Regions from separate parts of the Mus musculus genome. Here region 2 is linked to region 1. A link is a contact called in public HiChIP or PLAC-seq data. All regions are on one chromosome and are shown on one strand. Each heading gives the region's core, a stretch centred on a gene start, on an enhancer-like site or on the middle of the called end of the contact. The rest is flanking DNA. Distances are from core to core; before and after follow the strand shown. Region 1 overlaps Wdr59 (WD repeat domain 59). Region 2 overlaps Znrf1 (zinc and ring finger 1).

The links. HiChIP or PLAC-seq counts read pairs in DNA pulled down with a chosen protein or histone mark.
Region 2: a contact with region 1 is called in a CTCF HiChIP or PLAC-seq map of the NIH/3T3 cell line, with 8 read pairs. The contact joins two enhancer-like sites. A contact is called at or near these places in 3 of 15 datasets of contacts at CTCF or cohesin (the NIH/3T3 cell line, pro-B cells and thymocytes), 1 of 484 Hi-C or Micro-C datasets (the G1E-ER4 cell line), 1 of 115 datasets of contacts at active chromatin or transcription factors (double positive thymocytes) and 3 of 9 other capture datasets (adipose tissue, liver and pancreatic islet).

Annotation. Positions count from the first base shown.
Region 1 is chr8:111,460,526-111,466,907 of GRCm38.p6, reverse strand. It overlaps Wdr59 (WD repeat domain 59), which reads left to right. Exons shown (of 26, transcript NM_001170742.1): 19 at 1-119; 20 at 1,038-1,119; 21 at 4,640-4,752; 22 at 5,996-6,146; 23 at 6,253-6,325. Among named protein-coding and RNA genes, the nearest start is that of Gm24793, 45 kb to the right of the region's middle. Within about 2 kb of position 2,642, at least 35 of the 459 cell types and tissues checked have an H3K27ac peak or open chromatin away from gene starts, as enhancers often do. A contact at or near this core is called in the NIH/3T3 cell line and adipose tissue, where this site is marked.
Region 2 is chr8:111,594,214-111,600,595 of GRCm38.p6, reverse strand. All of the region lies in intron 1 of Znrf1 (zinc and ring finger 1), which reads right to left. Among named protein-coding and RNA genes, the nearest start is that of Ldhd, 33 kb to the left of the region's middle. Within about 2 kb of position 3,050, at least 201 of the 459 cell types and tissues checked have an H3K27ac peak or open chromatin away from gene starts, as enhancers often do. A contact at or near this core is called in the NIH/3T3 cell line and adipose tissue, where this site is marked.

The DNA of each region.
Region 1 (6,382 bases), core at 1,393-3,892:
AAGAGTAAGCGGGAAGGCTCTGACTCCGGCAACCGACCCATTAAGGCTGCTGGCAAGGTCATCATCCAGGATGTCTCGTGCCTCCTTCCCGTTCATAAGTCCTTGGGAGAGCTGTACATGTAAGTCCATGGGCCCAGGCGGCATGGGGCACGGCACCTTGGGAGCTGCAGAGCTTTGTAAAGTCTTAGACAACTTGGGGAAACTCGGTGTGGTAGCTTCTTGATAGTGACTAACAAATTGCCATAAACTGTGGCTTCAAAGAGTGTGCATTTCTTTTTTTTTTTTTTTAAGATTTATTTATTTACTATATGGAAGTACATTGTAGCTGTCTTCAGACACTCCAGAAGAGGGAGTCAGATCTCGTTACAGATGGTTGTGAGCTACCATGTGGTTGCTGGGATTTGAACTTTGGACCTTTGAAAGAGCAGTCGGGTGCTCTTACCCACTGAGCCATCTCACCAGCCCAAGTGTGCATTTCTTACCTCACTCTTTGTGTAGGTCAGGCACCCAGCTTGGTGGGCCCTCCTTGCCCCCGATCTCACCTAACTGAAAGCATAACTTTGGGCCCACCGATGGTCTCTGCTGAAGCTCAGGGTCCAGCAAGCTGAATTTAGAGCCTTCTTTTATTGAAAGACAATAGGAGCAGAGGCTGGCCTGTAGGTCTTCCAAGCCCTTGAACACATCACAGAAAGTGTTATCTTTTGAGATATACCCACAGCACAATACTTTTTAGATGGAAATCACAGTTAGTATGTACACATTTAAATCCCAAACCTTGAGAACTCAACAGAAAAGCTGGTAGCTAATTAATATTTTTCTTATTGCCTCCTCCTGAAAGTGGTGAGTATTTCCGGTCCTCCCCAGGTGGGAACCCTAAGCCCTGCAGCACCTGCTCTAATTAACCCTTCCCAGCCTGTCAGATAGAGGAGGTGTTTTGAGTGACAACCAAAGAGACACTTACCTAGGCTGGTAAATCAGGAGGAGTTCTTGGGAAGTTCAAGTAGAAACCTTCTTAGTCTTGTTTGTTTTAATTTCAGATTGAATGTGAACGACACTCAGGAGACATGTCAGAAGAATGCCACTTCTGCCATGCTTGTGGGAAGGAAGGATCTTGTCCAGGTACTGTCAATCTGTGTTGGTGAGGTTCTGGCCTTGACAATTGTCAGCTAGTGACACTGATAGGTGTGCCCACTATTTGAAGTTTCTTTTTTATTTTCTTTGCCAGTCTGCCCTCCCTCCCTCCCTCCCTCCCTCCTTTCCTCTCTCCCTCTCTCTCCTGGAACTCACTCTGTAGAGCAGGCTGGCCTCAAACTCAGGTCTGCCTGGCTCTGCCTCCCTAGTACTGGGATTTAAGGCAAGTGCCACCACTGCCACCTGTGGGTAAATTTTGTTATTAGTGCTAAGTGGGGAAGATCCTTAAGTGGCTTTTTTCCCTTAAACTATGTGGGTTTATTTTTCAATGCCACAGTGATCATTGTCGCCTAAATTTGAGAATCTGTCTGTACCTTTGTCATTTCACCTCAATTACTTTTTTTAATTTTTAAAAAAATATTTCATAAGAAAGTTTACCAGCGTGTACTTCAAGGTAGAGATGCTCAGTTTAAACATGACTTCATGGGGCTGGAGAGACGCAGAGAAGGCTGGAGCACGGGCTGCTCTGATAGGAGGCCTTGGTTCAATTCCCAGCATCCATGTGGTGGCTCACATCTGTAATTCCAGCCCCAGGGGATCCAGCTACCCCTTCTGGCCTCCTCTGGCACCAGGCATGTGCATGATAGACATACCTGCGGGCAAAACACCCATACTTGTAAAATAGTAGTACATTGTTAAATAGTAAAATCTGACAGTATGTGTAAGATGTCCGTTTCCTTCATCTCCGGAGGTTCCCATGTATTGTTCTTTTTTACTGAGACACGTTCTGCACATCACTAGTCTGCACGTTCTGCACATCACTAGTCTGCACGTTCTGCACATCACTAGTCTGCACGTTCTGCACATCACTAGTCTGCCCCTTACAGTGAGATACTTAGTTCCTAGTGTTGTCAGTGCTCTCATTAGAAACCGTGCAGAGTGTTTTTATCACCCATAAAAAGAAACTCTTGTCTTTCAGTCAGTTCTTCCCATCAGCCCTGGGCAACCGCCAGGCCCCTCCTGTCTGTCTTGCTCTCTGTTCTCTACTTGATGACAAGACTGAGCTTTGGAAGTCACTAGCAGCTCTCCCAGCAGCTCAGAGTTTCCCTCATAACTGAGTGAGTCAGCACGGAGGCCTTCCCTTGATTTTCATTTGATTAAAAACATCCCTAACAGAGGTCCTTGGTCCTGTGAAGGTTCTATGCCCCAGTATAGGGGGAATGCCAGGGCCAGGAAGCAGGAGTGGGTGGTTGGGAGGGGGCGGGGAGAGGAGGAGAGGAAGGGGGAAGGGATTTTTGGAGGGGAAACTAGGAAAGGGGATAACATTTGAAATGTAAATAGAGAAAATATCTAATTAAAAAAATCTCTAAGATTTCCATTCATCTAGTAATGAATATCATATCATCTCTCCCAGAAACCCTTTAAAAAAACTCCCTAATGGTTTAATCTATTTCCGTCAGCCCCACCCACCAGACTCTGAACACTAAGAAGGCAAAATAAGCTAATAGGAATTAGCCAAGGCCAGCTCAGAGTCCTAGAGAACACCCCAGGCAAGTTCTCTCAGGCCTTCAGCCTTGGAGGGGTTTATAGTGTGGGAACCACAAGAATTACCCCCATGGGGGATATGAAATCATTGAAGACTGCCCCACCCCAAAGAACATTCTCTCAACAGGGTTACAGCTTTTCCTTTAAGTATTCTCCCTCTTCCTTATTCTCTTCCTGCATGTCTCCGTTCCTTCCTTCTCTCCTCTCCCCAACTCCTCCCTCCCCAGTGCTTTTCTGACAGAATTGGTATGGAAGGCTAGACCAGTCTCAGTGATGTGGGGAGACGCTTGTCTTCATGTGGGCTCTGCTTGACTTCTGGGCCCTGACACTCTTTCTGTGTGTGATCCCCAGCAAGCTGCCCAGACTTTGTGAACGTCAGGGTCCCTGCTATAAAATGAGCCATACTTCTGACTTCATGAGGAAGTAAATGACATAAAACCTGTGACTGCTCCTAGCTGTCTGGACACCCACAGCTGTATGTGACGGTCATTTGTGACTTGATGATGTGTAAAGACAGAAATGACCTGATTGACAAACAGTGATGCTCAAAGAATTTGTATTGTTTTTCTTCCTGCCCTTGATGAAGATGTACTTCCTGTTTTGTGTCCCTCGCATTTACCAGTGAAGCAGATGCAAGGGCACGCTTCTGTTGAAAGCCTTTAGGAAATGTGTGTTATGGAGGGAGACTCTAACACAACTCAATAGTCAGCCATGGCAGAAAACCTGTCCTGCCATCGTTAACTTTGGCGATGAGTGTGAGCTGCATGTCTGTACTTGGAGCAATACTGGTGTGTCACTTTTTGTATGTTGCCCTTGTGCTGTATCTTACATATCTAATGTTTGCCTTTCCGAATTTTTATTTGCTTGCTGGTCTCAAATTATAGACTTGACTCAAAGTTTGTGTCTTCTTCCTTTCGGGTTTAGAATAGTGTGTTCCAGGTAGTGGGTACGATGATTATATTGCTTTTTCAAAACCAAACAAAACAAGCCGGGCAGTGGTGGTGTACACCTTTAATCCCACCACTTGGGAGGCAGAGGCAGGCAGATTTCTGAGTTCGAGGCCAGCCTGGTCTACAGAGTGAGTTCCAGGACAGCCAGGTCTACACAGAGAAACCCTGTCTAGAAAAAAAACAAAACAAAAAGCAAAACAAAGCAGAAGAGATTTTCCAAAAGCAGTATTCGATTTTTTTAAGGTCTCAAGGGGTTGCTCATCTCTTTCTGATGGGCAGTGAAGGCCTTGGGCTTACTAGACATTTAATGGACATTAGAGTGGTGATTCTAAGCCCCGTGCGGTTGGAGGCCTTGGGTGATCATCAGACTTCATGTCAACAGAAACAAAGCCAAGGTTGTTTAGTTCTTGGCCTGTTCTTTAGCTTCAAAAGAGCCCTAAAACTTTGTAATGGAGGTGACGGCATTCTCCACCCACGGCACGAAGAGCAGGTCCTCAGTGGGCTGTGGGCTGCTCTGGTTTGGTCTCTGCCGACCCTGTTCACCAGGGAAGCGTCAGAAGAGGCCAAGCACGCTGAAGAAGCTGGACCTTGGACTATGATGTGTTTGCTCTCTGAAGCTTGCTTTGTGGAAGGTTATTCTTCCTTACATGGCTTGGCCATGTGGTGTGGGTTGGGGTAAAACTCGGGATAGCCTCGCCTCCAACTCTTGGCCGTCTCAGCCTGCCAAGGGCTGGAGTTGCAAGCGTGAGCCACCATGTTTGGCTTTTAATGAAAGTTTTAAGGCTAGTGTTTCTCAGCTTTATAGTATCGTCAGTCACTGAGGACCCTGTTAATGCATCAGCTTTAATGCAGTAAGTCGGAGTGGGGCTTAGCATTCTGCCAGCCCGAGCCGTTTGCATCCTCGTAGTGAGGTTTCAGACTGTAGGAAGAGGGCAGACAGATGGGGCCCCTTTGCAGGGTCTGTGCATCTCTTCTGTGGCTTGAACTTGAGCATCTTCCTTTGGTCTGTCCAGGTTTGGTCGCTGGCTACGGTAGCTACAGATCTTTGCCTTGGGCCGAAGTCTGACCCAGATTTGGAAACACCTTGGGCTCGACATCCATTTGGGCGACAACTGCTGGAGTCCCTGTAGGTTCTGAGAGCTAAAAGTGAGGAGAATGAGTGGAGGGGGTTGTAGTCTGTAAACACATTAAATGGTCCCACCATGGTGAGGGGAGCAGAGGTGCAGAGGTGTGAAGGGAAGAAAGCCCTTTGCTTTTAGCACAGAAACGGCCTCTGTGTAGAATGAACTTCTGGCAGCATGAGGCATTAAGTAACATTTGTCACTCACAAGAGTTTGAAACCCTTATGAGTCCCATGCTCATTGGAGTGCTTTAGGCCTTCACTCACACCACTGGGCACACGGGCCTTTGGGCTCTGGAGATGGTAAGTGTCAGTCATGGTGCTGTGTGGTTTGCCCCATGGGAACAAGGACAGAGCTGTGTGTTGGTATTCATGTTCTATCAATACTAGGATCCTGTTAGACAGCTCATAAAAGCATCGGATTTATGTCCAACTTACTACTCCAAAATACAGCAAGTCAGAGCATATAAAATAATATTTAAGGCATTAAGTGAGCCACTCAGTTATTATTCCTCATAGTGAGGCCCAGGGTCCTGGCAGAGAAACCCCACTGCTTCAAGTTGAAGCTTGCTTCTTTGCTGGTCGAGGCTAGACCTGGGGCAGCTGATGATGCTCCCATTGCCTCTTCCATAGGCAGGTTTTAAAGCTTGCTGTAGTTAGCTTACAGATGCCTCTTGACAGAATCCTTCTCAGTCCCTGAGCTTGGATTTGAGCGTGGTGGTCCTGAGAGCGAAAGGGGAGGAAACCTGAGGTAAACGTGTTCCTCACCATTCTCACTTAGTCCAGGAACAGACATGGCGTGGTGACAGCGTTCTCTGAGCGGCTCCGGGTAGTATAAGGTCAAAGAAAGGACACACATAGAAACTTACCACAAAACTGCTTGTTTGTTTGTTTGTTTTTCCTGGAGCTGGGGAGACCGAGAGAGCACAAGAGTGTGTGGACCACCTCTCTCAGGTGCTAGGTCAGTCTGCTTGGTTCTGCAGACGCTGTGTTGCTTTAGAGCCCATGCCTGACTGCCAGATAAAGCTTTCAGATTCCTAGCTAGGTTGCTACTAACAAAAGTAAATGGGACCCATCTCACAGTTGGGGAGGCCGTGGACCTGTAGGAAGTCCTGTTTCTGACAAGGTCAAGGGGAGGGTGGAAAAATCCTCCAGCCTCGCCCCTAGTAGGAGTTTAATGGCTGGTAAGGGGTCCTTCCCTCATTCCTAATCTTAGTTTCTTCTTTCTTTCTCTTCCCATATTTTACAGACTGGCTCACTATTGCCAACTCCGAGATGTTCAGACCTTGGCTATGCTCTGTAGCGTGTTTGAAGCCCAGTCCCGGCCTCAGGGCTTACCAAACCCTTTTGGGCCTTTCCCTAATCGTTCTTCTAATCTTGTGGTGTCCCACAGCCGCTATGTGAGTTCATGGTGTCCTGGCTTCCCTTGAGGTCTGTCCCCACCGCCCAATGTAACTTGGAAGTGGGATGGTGTTCTGATGCCACTGTGTTCCTCCTCCCATCTAGCCCAGCTTCACCTCCTCGGGGTCCTGCTCCAGCATGTCAGATCCAGGGTTCAACACCGGTGGCTGGAACATAGGTTGGTGAGGGGATCACCCAGCCCACTCTGGACTCTGGCTGTTCCTAAGGCGTTCTG
Region 2 (6,382 bases), core at 1,801-4,300, 130 kb before region 1:
TCCTGGAACTCAGAGATCGCCTGCCTCTGCCTCCTGAGTGCTGAGATTAAAGGCACAAACCACCACACCAGACCATACATTAATTTTTTGAGTTGCTAAAATTTGAGACGTATATACAACAAACATGTGAAAATGAGTATTAAGTTACATGCTCAATCTTATACCCAGTAAAGTTATTCTTGTTCACTTGCTGCAAACCAGAACAGGTTCGGTGCAGATAGCTACACGCGGAAGCAAGGGGAAGAGTGTACACAGAGGTATATCCTGGTTGTCACGGCAGCACTGCAGACACAGGAAGACCAAGAAAAGCACTGGCCAGCAGCAGGAGCTCAGGCTGGCCACTGTCTAATGGCTCTTTCCTGGAAATAACCCATTTCTTCAAGGAGGAAGAAGGGCTACTTAGCAGGAAAGGATGGTAGCTGGGACAAGAACGTGGTGATTCACGCCTGATCAGTACAAGACAATGAAACCTTAGCCTGAGTGTGAGATCAGGTTTCCAATGACTGGCAAAGATGAACACTGCCTTATCGTTTCTCATAACCTGGTCATCATGCTTGGACAAGTTTACAGGAATCCCAACCATTACACATAAAATGTGGGTGTAAGGTCTCCAGGGGGAGCATTTGGCTTGCATTTTGGAGATGTCTTATTTAAAGGATGGGCCATCTGTTGAAAGAGGGACATTGTCCAGTATCCAGAGGATCAAGCCAGGAGTTCTTCTAGTTCCCAGACACCAAGGATTACCTACAAGCAAGCAAGGCAATTACGATGGATAAATCCAGCCCTGACATGCTTACTGACCTGAGCACTACCTTCTCCCTCCTCACTCGTCATACCCATGTCAGCCTCCACACACCACACAGCCATGTTCCTGGTACCCAACAATCCTCACCACTGCTTGTGTGGGCTTTCCAGTGTCTGGGCAATGCCAAAGAATACTGTTCAAGATAAATATAAGTCATGGGAAGCAAGTCCAATACCACTGCCTCTTAAAAACCCGAACCAGAACCGGGAGAAGTGGCAGCCTTTAGTTCTAGCACTCAGGAGACAGCAGCAGGTGGATCTCTGAGTTTGAGGTCAGTCTGCTCTGCAGAGAGTGAGTTCTGGGACAGCCAGAGCTACACACAGCTCTTGAAAAAAAGAAACAGGGCTGGAGAGATGGCTCAGTGGTTAAGAGCACTGACTGCTCTTCCAGAGGCCCTGAGTTCAAATCCCAGCAACCACATGGTGGCTCACAACCATCTGTAATGAGATCTGATGCTCTCTTCTGGTGTGTCAGAAGACAGCTACAGTGTGCTCATATACATAAAAATAAATAAATAAATCTTAAAAAGAGAGAGAGAAAGAAAACAACAAACAAACAAATCAAAACCAAACATGGGGGGAAAAAGCTAGTGTCTATGTAAATGTGCAATTATCAGCCCCAAATGATTTGCGGGTTGTCTCTATATTACAAGGGGAAAGAGCATTTCTTTCTGCAGCTTCAGGGGGCAGTGTTGGAGCAAGACACTGGCTATGTAAACTGAGCCCCATTTACAGCAACCATCCTCAGCAAACTTCCCAAAGAAAACTGACTGGTCTTGGAACCACACTGTGGATAGAGATGAAGTCCCAGTGTTCTTTATTCATATAGCTCAAGATCCCAATATTCAACTAGCTCCCCCTCCCCAAGGGATGCCAAGTTTTGTTTCTTTATTTTTTCTAAATTCACTTATTACATGTGTATTGGCATTTTGCCCTATATGTGTGTGGGGTGTGTGTGTGTGTGTGTGTGTGTGTGTGTGTGTGTGTGTGTGTGTGTAGTATATGTATGTGTTACACAGTTGTGAGCTGCCATGTGAGTCCTGGGAACTGGGGAGAGCAGTCAGTACTCTTAACCTCTAAGCCATCTTCTAGCTCCCAGCTTTCCTTTTTTTAATAAGGGAAAGGAAGATGGAGGGGGAGAGAGTAAGAGATGGGAAAGGGGGGACAAAGAGAGGGAGGGAGGAAGGACGGGAGAGAAAGAGCATGAATGTGTTTGGAGAAAAAAGGTCAGTTAAGAAAGAGACAAGAAAGGGAAAAAATAATACCAAGAATTCATACTGGACTGATTTCTGGGTTTCTAAAGGCATGATCCACACCATTAGATGATTAGAATTTTTCAATGACAAGAGAGAAAATGCTTGATTAGTATTGGACTTATTGGCAAATGGCCATAATACTTAAACACAAATGATCATTCATATAGAATAAAACTATTTGTTTGCACTGTGCAACATTTTTTTAAAAAGATTCATTTATTTTTATTTATATGAGTACACTGTAGCTGTCTTCAGACACACCAGAAAAATGCATTGCATCCCATTACAGATGGTTGTGAGCCACCATGTGGTTGCTGGGAACTGAACTCAGAACCTCTGGAAGAGCAGTCAGTGCTCTTAACCACTGAGCCGTCTTTCTAGCCTGCATTGTGCAACTTAACATCTGTAAATATCACCAGCCCTGGCCTTCACATCACTGGAAGTCAACTAGAAGGTTCTTCCTAGGTGCTCCCTATAATCCCAGATTATAAAAACACATACTCCTCTGTTCATTTCTCAGAAAGTACTAGCTGAAGCTTGGGCCCTAGCACATAAGAAACAATGAACATTTGGATTCCTGCGTGACTTTAGCCCTGGCCCCTTCTCATCAGCACATCCTCCGCTCGGCTGCACTTACACCCTGGAGTACATGGAGGCAGACACTCAGGATATAGTTCCCAAGGCCACACTGGGTTTTGAAATGGCACCTAAAGAGAAAAACACAGGATGGAAGAGGGAGGGAGTGCCAGCCTCACAGCCTTATTGCTTTCCTGTCACCCACAGCTACATGGAAATATCCTAGTGTTTTTTGAGGTATTGACTAAAGGGTCAAAAGAAATTTCCTAGAGAGTCCCTGGGTATAGCACAAACAAAAAGAGCCTCCAATTCTAAGATCCCTAAAATAGCACATGATCTCTACCAGGGTGTGCAAGGCATAGTATTCATTGTTTCTCCTCTGGCTCAGATTACTTGACTCTGGGAGATAAGAATGAGGAAGTTGAGGGTGGGAATAAGGAGACTGGTGGAAAAGACTCCAACATGTTAGTGGGAACATGAGGATACCTCATAAATCTTTCCTGTGACAACAGAGCCAAGGTTAAGAAAGCCAAGGCCCTCCTACTGAAAGCAAGCAATCTGTAACAGAAAGTTACATCACGGACAAGCACAAGGCAGCAGACAAATTATGTCCTATGCAGTCTGTGTTCTGGACCTTTCCCTCATAAATGCCTATGAGATGAGAGAACCACAAACTGCAAACTCCTTCTTCACTTTGACATTTTGCCTTGAGGACTATTTTTATATTGGTTTTAACATTTCCTTATTTCCAGTCAGCACACCAATTTCCCAGAAGATTGGCTTCAGAAACATAAATATTGACAAATACTGCTTATTGAAATATGTGGCAAGAATTAAAAAGCACCCATCCAGACAGACAGACAGATCTCGACTCAGCACCAGTGCTCAGATGCTTTCTCTCTGTTCAAGAGAAATGAAGCCAGCATCAGGCACATCACCTCCCGACTCGAGGCTGTACGCCTTTAATCCCAGTACTTGAGGCTAAGGCAAGTTCCAGGTCAGACAGGGTTACAGAGTGAGACCCTGTCTCAGAAAAGAAGGCAAAGCGGAATAATTGGGATTCTTTGGTCCTGCTGAAAATTATCTGGGCTCTCGCAGTCCATTTGGGTTGCTATGACTAAATACTGTGGACCACCAGTAGCTTAAAGAGCAAATATTTATTTCTCACAGTTCTATTGACTTTCAAGCCAAAGATACAAGGTGCTAGCAGATGTAGTGTTTTACTCCTGGCCTGTAGGCAACAGCCTTCTTGTTGTGTCCTAACATGGTAGAGAGTGCTGGTGACTCTGTCTCGTCTAAAAGCACAACTCCATGATCAAGACTCCATTGTAACAACCTTATCTAAAGCCAAGCACCTCCCACAGACCCCACCGCTTACACCACACCAGATGACGGGATTCCAGAGAGGACTTGGAGTATAATCTTTACACCCACAGAGTACATTCTATTCTCTAGGTACCAATGAAAACATAACTGCTGGCCAAACTCAGGATGGGCATTAAATCAGTCAGTCTGTCCATTCACATTTACTCTATATTGAACAGTAGGATACACAGCAGAGAATTAAATATAATTTCTACTCTTGGTGAATCAATGGGTGTCCTTAGGGAACTGAACAGAAATGTCCACAGTGGATTAGGCTTATCTGGTGAATAGACCTTATACATAGATTCTTGGGACTCTTGGGATGGGCTCAGGATCCATCCGTTTCCAGAAGCACTACGCCAAGTTCTCATGGAACCGTATGAAGGAGGACCAACCGTGTACTACTGCACAGAGCTAACCAACTACAGGTATGTGCACCCACTGCTGGAGTTTACCCCGGCAGAGGCTGCCTTCAACTTCTCAGTTCCAGCAACTGCTGAAACCAGGGCGAGGGGTAAGTAGGACAGGGAAGTGCGCGCGCCGCAGAATGTCGGTTAAGAGCCCGCTGTCTGCAGACTGCTTCCTGCCTGCCACAGATAACAATCGCATGTGCCTGTGTACAGATCTCTACCAGACAGTGGTGTGTTTGTGAAGGGAACTGTTGCGGTTGGTCCCCGGGCAGGCTGAACCAATCCCATTAGGCTAGAGCAACCTGCAGCCTCTCATTCTTCCTGTCAACAAGAGCAGGTGGAGGGGCCCTTCTAGAGGTGCCCAGGGTGCAGCCAGCAGAGATGACCTAAGCTTACTACTCTTAATGGGCTGGCAAGGGTCCCAACAACCACTTTCAGAGCAAAAGGGACTATTTTTGGAGGTTGAAAGGGGAACGGAGTGGGGGTGGTGAGAGAAGATATAGGTATCAAACCCAGAGCCTTGTGTATAGAAAATGCTCTCCCATTGGGCTAAATCCCCAGCTTCACAATCTCCATAGCTCCTTTGGGGGGACTACAGCCACTGTGGCAGTCTAAAAAATATCTTAGAAATCTCTTCTATTATGGAAATCTTCAAACAAAAAATAGAATGAGCTTCCAAGTACTAGCCGCCTAGCCTCAACAATGACCAACTCCGGGACAGGCCCATCTCATGCTTGCCTGAGGTATACATATCTTGGTTTGCTAGGACAATCTGGTTATGGATTGCTATCCTAGTGCAATGAATAGTTCTCTCCTTTAGTCTTAGATGTGTCTAAATCTGGATGGCAAATTTTACACTGTTCACCATAGCTACTTTCCCTGCCCCAGATTATTTTGAAGTAAATCCTAGACATGAGTCCACCATAAATGTTCCATTAAACTTAGAGCATTGTGCTCTTTCTTCTAGATAGTCATGCTGTGCTGTTCTTGTCTCCCAGCAGGAAGGAAAGAATGGGCAGATTTGGTGTATGCTGGCATGTAGACTCTTGATACCCATCCTGTGGCCTGTCTGCCTGTTTCCAGCTTATGGACGAGACTGGCACACGCAGACAGAAGCCAAGTGTGTGCCCAGATCAGCATGTTCACTCTATATTTGGCCACTGTACCTACTGCCTCCATACAGGACTCAGAAACAAGTTACAAACTCAGGACAGGAGAGTGAATCTCTACAATTAACAGAAGGAACAGCGGGCATTTGAACAGTTCAAAGTAGGTCAAAACAGTAAAACCTACAAGAGAATAAAATCCCAGCCTTTCTTGCTATCACTGCAAAATTCCAGATCTAGGGTAAAGTTGGGACATCTGAAGTAACCATACAGGAAACCAGGGGGAAATGGGACACAGTGACATCTGAGTCCTTAGAAGAGGTCCCACAAAGGTCTATATGACCTAGCAACGTCACTTCTGGGTTATTTCTCAGACACAGTGGATGTTTGTCACAGCACACTGTAGGACATCCCAGAACAGCACCATGGGAGACCATGGTTGGTGCAACAGAGAACATGCACACTGAGACAGTACAAGAGTTCCCAAGCAAGCAGACACAAACAATGGACTCAATACACATACAGTGGCAGATCTAAAAACAAAGGCCAAGGAACAAGAACTCTCTCTCTCTCTCTCTCTCTCTCTCTCTCTCTCTCTCTCTCTCACACACACACACACACACACACACACACACACACACACACACAGGGGGGGGGAGAGGGAGGGAGGAAGGAAGGCAGGCAGGAAGGAAATAAAAATGCATCTATACACAACTATTTTAAGTCTTGGGGGCTGGAGAGATGACACAGTGGCTAAGATCACTGCTCTTACAGAGGATCTGGGTTTGATACCCAGCACCCGAATGGCAGCTCACAGCCATCTCTAGCTCTAGTTCCAGGGCCTCTGACACCCTCTTCTGGTGTC